Linked DNA regions of Salvelinus alpinus: region 1 is linked to region 2. The links are chromatin contacts, called in public Hi-C maps. All regions are on one chromosome and are shown on one strand. Each heading gives the region's core, a stretch centred on a gene start, on an enhancer-like site or on the middle of the called end of the contact. The rest is flanking DNA. Distances are from core to core; before and after follow the strand shown.

Region 1 (4,282 bases), core at 1,225-3,724, 150 kb after region 2:
CCTTTCCCTTGTAAGTCGCTCTGGATAAGAGCGTCTGCTAAATGACTTAAATGTAATGTAAATGTTGACTAATAAAACCGTGGCCATAAAGTTGACGCTCTCTGCCTTCTTCTCTCCTCTCCCCGTCTACTATATGGGACCCCTTGTTTCTCTTTTTCTGCCATTAAACCATAAATGACCATAAAATCACTCCTTGTGATCAACTTTATTTTTCTCTTCCACTTCTTTCTCTTCCCCCTGTTCCCCGTCACCGTCCTCGTTGCCCTCCTCCTCAGGCTCGGCATCAGCATCCGCCTCTCCTCTCTGGCCAGGAAACTTGTCTTTGTTGTTTTCTTTTTTCCACTTCATTCGTCGATTTTGAAACCATATCTTGACCTGCCTCTCGGTGAGACTCAGGGCATGGGACACCTCGATCCGCCGCTTGCGTGTAAGATAAGGATTGAAGAGAAACTCCTTCTCCAGTTCCAGAGTTTGGTAGCGACTGTAGGTTTGTCTTCCATTTCGCCTCCCTGGTGCTTAAATTAAATAGTAAATAAGGTTAGTAAATAACAATGAATTTGATGGTGGCATTAAAATTTCAGGATGAAAGAAAAAACAACTCTCAATCACGTACTGTATAGGCCCATAGTGCGATGACTTAAATAAATGAGATCATCTTCGGGCGATAAGATAAAAGAACAAACAATAATAGCTATGATGGTTTGTATTTGGAGTCGGTTTAGCTTATAGCTACATTCCATTGAAATGTGCATGAGCTAGAAAGTACAACCTAACATTTGCTTTTTCAATGATGTAACAGGTAACTGTGTACGCACGCGCGCGCACACACACACAAAAACACACACACCTCACACACACAATGGATACACGTTCTTCTGCAGAAGGTGGAGGAAAGTATATTTAGGCCTAAAAAACATCTATCTAGTATCACATTAAAAACAATCTAAACGATCTAGTCCATAAGGTTTCATTCTAACTATTTAACATCCACTAGCCTATTAGCTTGGTTTAGGGTAAGGAAATGTGAACGGGATGACTATCACGTAAAATAGTAATGTTAGAAGCATTACAAAGTACCTCATATTTCCTTTAAAAGTCATTTATTGTTACTGTAATAACTTGGTCATATTGGTCATAACATTTTTAGGGCATTCTGGTGAGTAGGTTTCAATTTTATTTAGGATGCACTTAGTTGTACTTCAGGTACTTCAAATAACTGGATTTCTGTTGTTGTTTTTTTGTCATTTTAGATTTTCTCAGGCAAAACACAATCTTTATCACCAAAACCTTCGTCAAGTTAGCCAGCATTGGTTTTTAATTATTTGGGAATTATTACATGAGAACCTGATTGTTTGTAAGAAGGGTATATGTTTATGTTATACCTTACACATTACAGTGCTACTGTTGTGTATACTTGCGAGAGCTATAGATAGGCCTAATCCGTTTACTTTGGGTGAAATGTATATTTGTTGCACAAAAATGTAATAAATAAATAGATACAGCCTCCATTCCTTATTACATATTTTGCTTTTACGCACGTAGGTTACACACACACACACACACACACACACACACACACACACACACACACACACACACACACACACACACACACACACACACACACACACACACACACACACACACACACACACACACACACACACACACACATATTACACACATTTATAGCTATATAAAAAAGAACACAAAATAATTCTAACCGTGGGGTCTCATCCAAGGAAACATAAGAGTGGGAGACGAGTTCTGATTTAAATGGCCCTGTCCTTCACCGGGGTTAGAGCCGTTAGACGATTTACAGTCTGGGTATTGCGCGAGGCTTGGCTCTTGCTGGGTACCATAAAGCGGTTGTCTCGGAAGAGCTTCATATCCATAAAATTTCGTTGCGTCTCCATGGCAAGCCAGTGCGCAGGGGTTCTGTTGGTATGCAGGATTGGAGATCCCCGTGGTCCCATGGTGGAAAAAATCCTGGACATGATGGGACGGCTGTTGAAAGCCCGATGCAGCTGCCCCGGGTCCGTAGACCAGCGCGTGGCTACGGGCAACGCTTTGTGGGAACCTGCAGTCGTAGTAAGCTGGCTCCAGTGATTCACAGCCTTTGTATTTGGAGAAAAGAGGGTTAACAAAATATGAGCTCATTGTTTAGTTTGCATTAAACAACAGACGAGGTTTCTTCGTTGTAGAATATCCTCTTTTGGATTGTGGCAGCCTTTAGTTTAGGTTCCCAGTCGCACACAGCGCAGACTGACAAACCGGAACTAGATGGAGAAACGCTGCCCCTTTGGACAGTCTAAGGCAGCTCTCTCGCGCTCCAACACTCTTCTCATCGAGTCTCTCTCACTATCTCCAGTATCTTCTATTTTTCAGCCTCAAATCCGGCTCATGGTGTGTGCTTTGGATGCATTGAGGTTCAAGCTGGCTTGCTCCGCGGACAGAGTCACAAGCGTTCCTTTTTTTTTTTTGCTTCCCACCCAACCACCCCCACCACAATTCCCCCTCCCAACACCAATCACCCCCCCCCCCCCCCCCTTAATTTTTCCACAAGCTGTCAGCGGGTAGGCTACATACCCCTTAAGAGGCAACATGCGCTAACCATTCTATTAGATAGAGGAGTTCAAATTGATGCATAAGATGTGAAAATTATCAAATCAAAATATCGTTGTGGTCATATTAATCTTACACGGTGCTTACATGATACATAGAAGTACACACATATAGCCTAAAGAATAGAATAAAAAGGCTTTGTTCATAAAGTCCTCATGTTTCTGAGCCATTGCTTATATCAACTAATGGTTTAAATAGGATGCTGTTAGCGTAGCCTACCATAAATACTTGGCCTACACAATAGCACTGCTTGCGGGCCCGCTATACTGCCTGCTATTATGACAGTGAATCAAAACATATAGTCCTATATAACTTTCAAAAACGAGTAGACCAGGCTTAGCATATACAACGTGCGTAAGTCTACTGATAATAGCATACAATAATAAGGCTATAATGACATCTTTAACAAAATCACAAAAATATACAAATGTCTAACCCTTGTTGCGCAACATTCGCCCATGCTACGTGTTCATACTTGAGATATATATAGGTCTAAGCGATGTCCCATGTCCCTCGCGCACTTAAACTACAGAAGGCCGTGAAACACCGTAACGCTCAAATATAAACACGACCTGTTGTGAATACCCGACTCACTGTACTGACCCTGTTAAACCTATGAGTAGATGTAGTAAATATGCCGCTTGCATTAGATGTCTCGTTATTCCTGCGTACATATTGCTGGTACAATATTTATTTCAGTTGTGTCTAGTGTAGTTGCAGCAACGTCTCTCCCTGAATGCGCTCATGTGGGTTTTGTGGTGTTACTGACGATTTTTACACATGATCGTAAAATAGGAAAGGCACACAGAAAATTTATAGACTTGTCGTACAGTCTATAAATATGCTGATTGCTGGTCTTTGTTGCAATTTACCGTCGTGGAAATTTGAGCTGCTGTTATAGACATATTTCAACAACAAAAACACAGAAAATAACTATAAAAACCTCACTATACTAGGCTACTATTATAATACTGCTTCTGATGTAGGCCTATAATTGCTAATTATAACATTATTATTACAATAATTATTCTTCTCGTATTATAATATTATTATTAGGATATAGTATTCATGTTAAAATTTGTATTAGGGTAATTGATTATTGAAGCCTTTAGTGTTATTTGTCAATAAATTGAAATAAATACTTTCTTTATTTGTTCATTTTACTTGTTTGAAGATGTTTTCTTCTTAAAGTGGTTTGATACGGAAATGTGTCATATTCTATTAAGTATATATATGGTGGCTAATACAAGTTTATGGTGCACGGTCCACGCCTCTCCACAGGAAAACTAGGCCACACCACTGGCGTAAAAACAGTGGCAAATAAGTGCGCTTAACTTTAAAAGTGTGATGTTTTCAAATGTTAGTCCGAATGTTAATTGAGCATCAATGTTGGTGCACATATACAGAATCAACCTAATCGATTTGCTAGCAGTTGTTAACAGTTTACAATCATGCATAATGAATCCATAACATGTATACAAAACAGCTTTAGTGTGTTAACAAATATTAGGCTAATGTTCTACTAATGTAAAGGTCATAAAATATGTAAATGGCTCATTTAGGTAAAGGAATGTACAAATGCAAAATGGACCTATCCTAGAAATAGCCTACAATTACTAGGCTATACACACAACACAAGCGCATGAAAGGTTAAACA
Region 2 (4,253 bases), core at 1,256-3,755:
CACTACAAGTTTTAAATGTCCTGCATTGCAGGAAGGTTGTCCTGCAACAGGGTGACCGAATGAAGATCCTACAGCTCTACACACTCCTCAGCATTGGGCTCAAAGGAAGGTAGTCAGATCAGCAAAACAAATGTGTCAATGAAGGGGCTCTGGACTCAGTCCTCCATGATGGTGTATCTGGCCTGAGTGCCATGCCAGTCGATGAGCACCAGGACTGTCATGGGCTGCCAGTCGATGAGCACCAGGACTGTAATGGGCTGCCAGTCGATGAGCACCAGGACTGTAATGGGCTGCCAGTCGATGAGCACCAGGACTGTAATGGGCTGCCAGTCGATGAGCACCAGGACTGTAATGGGCTGCCAGTCGATGAGCACCAGGACTGTAATGCGCTGCCAGTTGATGAGCACCAGGACTGTAATGGGCTGCCAGTGGATGAGCACCAGGACTGTAATGGGCTGCCAGTTGATGAGCACCAGGACTGTAATGCGGGGTAGGTTTTGTCTGACTGCTGGGGGGGACACAGGGTGGAAGATGTGGCTTTTAAGGGGAAAGGTGTGGCTCAAGAAGACAACATTAAATCCTGATCATCACTTTGCAGTAAGACACCATGAGACTGGGTTGAGTCTCCTCCGTTCCTCATCCCCTCCACTGGCCCTGTGCTGTGCTTCATCCTGTGTGGAGGCCAGTCAGGATGAGGATTACAATGCTAGCAGAAGACCGTGAAGAGGAAGACACAGCCAGGCTCCTGCATTCGTAAAGCCTCTACTCTCTACTGCCCTGTGGCTCCACTGAGCGAGAGATATCAGACCAGACATCAGACTCTCCTCTGTGTAGGTTACTGTATCTGTCTACAGGACCGAGCCACAGGCAGGTACAGACACTAATGCCTTTTATTGACTTGGCTCACTCTGGACAGAGAGGGAGAGGAGAAGGAAATAGACAGAGCAGATTTAAAGACGTTGACATGGCAAAATGTGGTGGGCTACAAAGACCAATCTGATTGGTAGAACATGCATAAGCCCTGTGTGCGATATATGACCAAGATGTTTGATGTGGCTGTATTCAGTCTTGTGTGTGTGTGTGTGTGTGTGTGTGTGTGTGTGTGTGTGTGTGTGTGTGTGTGTGTGTGTGTGTGTGTGTGTGTGTGTGTAGGTTGTTGAGCTGCACTAGTCCAACACAGTTCCCTGTTGCCCTGACTACGGCAGGTCAAACCCGTTACATTATCTTGTCGTGTTTGAGTCCCCAGGGCGCCAAAACAACGCACCGCACGCCCATCGACACATCACGGTTAGTAGTCATCCTGTGTGTGTATGTCGTTGCCATTGATTTAGTCTCAGGCTCCCAGCTTCCCCAATTACCTTCAGCCACAGCCCGTCAGTGTGTGCATGAGTGTGTGTGTGTGCGTTTGTGTGTGTGCACACGTCTGTGTCTGTCTATGCATGTGTGCGTGTGCGTGTGCGTGTGTGTGTGTGCAAGCAAGCATGCGCATGTGTGTTAGTCCCTGTGCTGTCAGAGGGAGGCTGTGTGGACTACTGGGGCCTAAAAACAAAAAGGTTGTTGAGTGTCTTGTTTTCTCTGCTAATTACCCCTGTAGTTTCCTTTCATTAGTGGAGCAGCCTGAGCTATCATACATGCTCCAACAACATGGGCTGCGTTTACACAGGCAGCCCAATTCTGATCTTTTTTTCACTATTTGGTCTTTTGAGCAATCAGATCAGCTCTGAAAAGGATCTGATGTTAAAAGATCTGATTGGACAAAAGACCAATTGGTGGAAAAATAGATCAGAATTGGGCTGCCTGTGTAAATGCAGCCTAAATACTCAGTCTTACCCTTCCAGCTCTCAGAGTAGTGTACAGTAAATATTGGCGATATGTAGCTGCATGGTAACATATGGCTGTGTTACTGGGTATAAAAGACCTGACCTGTGTGTACACTCCACCACAGAGCTGGAAAGATCTCTGTTTTATAGACCCATCATTCATTTAATTTCCTTTCATTTATTTAACCAGGATGGTCCACTCAGTGACAGTAGTTTTCCAGGGAGTCATGGGATCTATAAAATAAAACCCCTATGGACTCATGTTCTGGTTCTATAGTCTATGTTAACAATGTTGCTATTATTGGTCCAACCAGACAATGTCTCAGCTCAGTAAATGAAGGAGAGAGGGGGATGCATTTATTTCAGCTCTATCTGACCTTTTGATCAGAACCATACTGTCCTGTCCACATGAGTGCAAGTGTGTGTTTGTGTCTGTGTTCTCTGTTGGTTCTTAGTAGAGTATACATCAGAGGTGTTGTGTGCTGAAATGCATCTGACTGTGTGAGTGTGTGTATCTTGCTGTGTCTCTATGTGTGTGTATCTGCAGTGCTTTGCACCCCTCCCTCTCTCTCTCTCACTCACTCACAAACAGACACACACACACACACACACACATGGAGCGGCTCCCTAATGACTGTCATCCCTCTCTGTGCCACGTTATTAATTAGCTCAATGATCCTTGCCGATGGGACCTGTGCTGTGGATTAGAGCACCCAGCAGCCAACACCCACACCCCTGCCTACCCCCAGTATCCACACCCCTGCCTTACCCCCAGCACCCACACCCCTGCCTAACCCCAGCACCCACACCCCTGCCTACCCCCAGCACCCACACCCCTGCCTACCCCCAGCACCCACACCCCTGCCTACCCCCAGCACCCACACCGCTGCCTTACCCCCAGCACCCACACCCCTGCCTACCCCCAGCACCCACACCCCTGCCTACCCCCAGCACCCACACCGCTGCCTTACCCCCAGCACCCACACCGCTGCCTTACCCCCAGCACCCACACCCCTGCCTACCCCCAGCACCCACACCGCTGCCTTACCCCCAGCACCCACACCCCTGCCTACCCCCAGCACCCACACCCCTGCCTACCCCCAGCACCCACACCCCTGCCTACCCCCAGCACCCACACCCCTGCCTACCCCCAGCACCCACACCGCTGCCTTACCCCCAGCACCCACACCGCTGCCTTACCCCCAGCACCCACACCCCTGCCTACCCCCAGCACCCACACCCCTGCCTACCCCCAGCACCCACACCCCTGCCTACCCCCAGCACCCACACCCCTGCCTACCCCCAGCACCCACACCTACCCCCAGCACCCACACCCCTGCCTTACCCCCAGAACCCACACCCCTGCCTACCCCCAGCACCCACACCCCTGCCTACCCCCAGCACCCACACCCCTGCCTACCCCCAGCACCCACACCCCTGCCTACCCTCCCAATCACGGCCAGTTGTGATACAGCCTGGAATCGAACCAGGGTCTGTAGTGACACCTCTAGCACTGAGATGCAGTGCCTTAGACCGCTGTGCCACTCAGGAACAAAAATGACAAAGGATAGGTGAATTTACATAGCAGGTTAGTGAGTAGGGTTAAGTTTAGTAATGGATAAGGGAAGGGTTAGCTACACCACTGCACTCCCCAACACCACTGTATCCCCCAACACCACTGTATCCCCCAACACCACTGTATCCCCCAACACCACTGTATCCCCAACACCACTGTATCCCCCAACACCACTGTATCCCCCAACACCACTGTATCCCCAACACCACTGTATCCCCAACACCACTGTATCCCCCAACACCACTGTATCCCCAACACCACTGTATCCCCCAACACCACTGTATCCCCAACACCACTGTATCCCCCAACACCACTGTATCCCCAACACCACTGTATCCCCCAACACCACTGTATCCCCCAACACCACTGTATCCCCCAACACCACTGTATCCCCCAACACCACTGTATCCCCAACACCACTGTATCCCCAACACCACTGTATCCCCCAACACCACTGTATCCCCCAACACCACTGTATCCCCCAACACCACTGTATCCCCCAACACCACTGTATCCCCCAACACCACTGTATCCCCAACACGGTTAGCTTCCACATTTCGCCAGGTCCAAACATAATCTGTACTTGCAGAATCGGCTCCTCCTGGTGTAGTCCATAAGAGAATCAGCTGGTTGTTTGACTGTTACCTGCTCAGTAGTATTGTGCTGTAGTCTGTTGTTTGTTAAGGTAGTGCTGTGTAATCTCTTGTCATGATTGGTGATTTCCACATGACAAGAATTTGTATTGTATTTCATTGTAATGCATTTTATTGTATTATATTATACTTTATGATATTGTGTTTTACTGTATTCTATTGTATTTTATGGTATTGTATTTTATTGTATTGTATTTTACTGTA

What was found. Hi-C and Micro-C count contacts between places; a contact is called where the count stands out from the background.
Region 1: a Hi-C map of muscle shows a contact between it and region 2, with 6 times the contacts expected there. The contact joins the promoter of LOC139557712 here to the promoter of LOC139556877 in region 2. A contact is called at or near these places in 2 of 3 Hi-C or Micro-C datasets (muscle and red muscle).

Annotation. Positions count from the first base shown.
Region 1 is chr28:32,361,862-32,366,143 of SLU_Salpinus.1, forward strand. LOC139557712 (homeobox protein Hox-C8a-like) reads right to left here and starts at 2,475. Exons shown (of 2, transcript XM_071372828.1): 1 at 1,725-2,475; 2 at 1-509. The coding sequence starts at 2,160. The coding sequence ends at 187. The region is part of intron 2 of LOC139557713 (homeobox protein Hox-C4a); the gene reads right to left.
Region 2 is chr28:32,206,852-32,211,104 of SLU_Salpinus.1, forward strand. LOC139556877 reads left to right here and starts at 2,506. Exons shown (of 1, transcript XM_071370973.1): 1 at 2,506-3,381. The coding sequence starts at 2,506. The coding sequence ends at 3,381.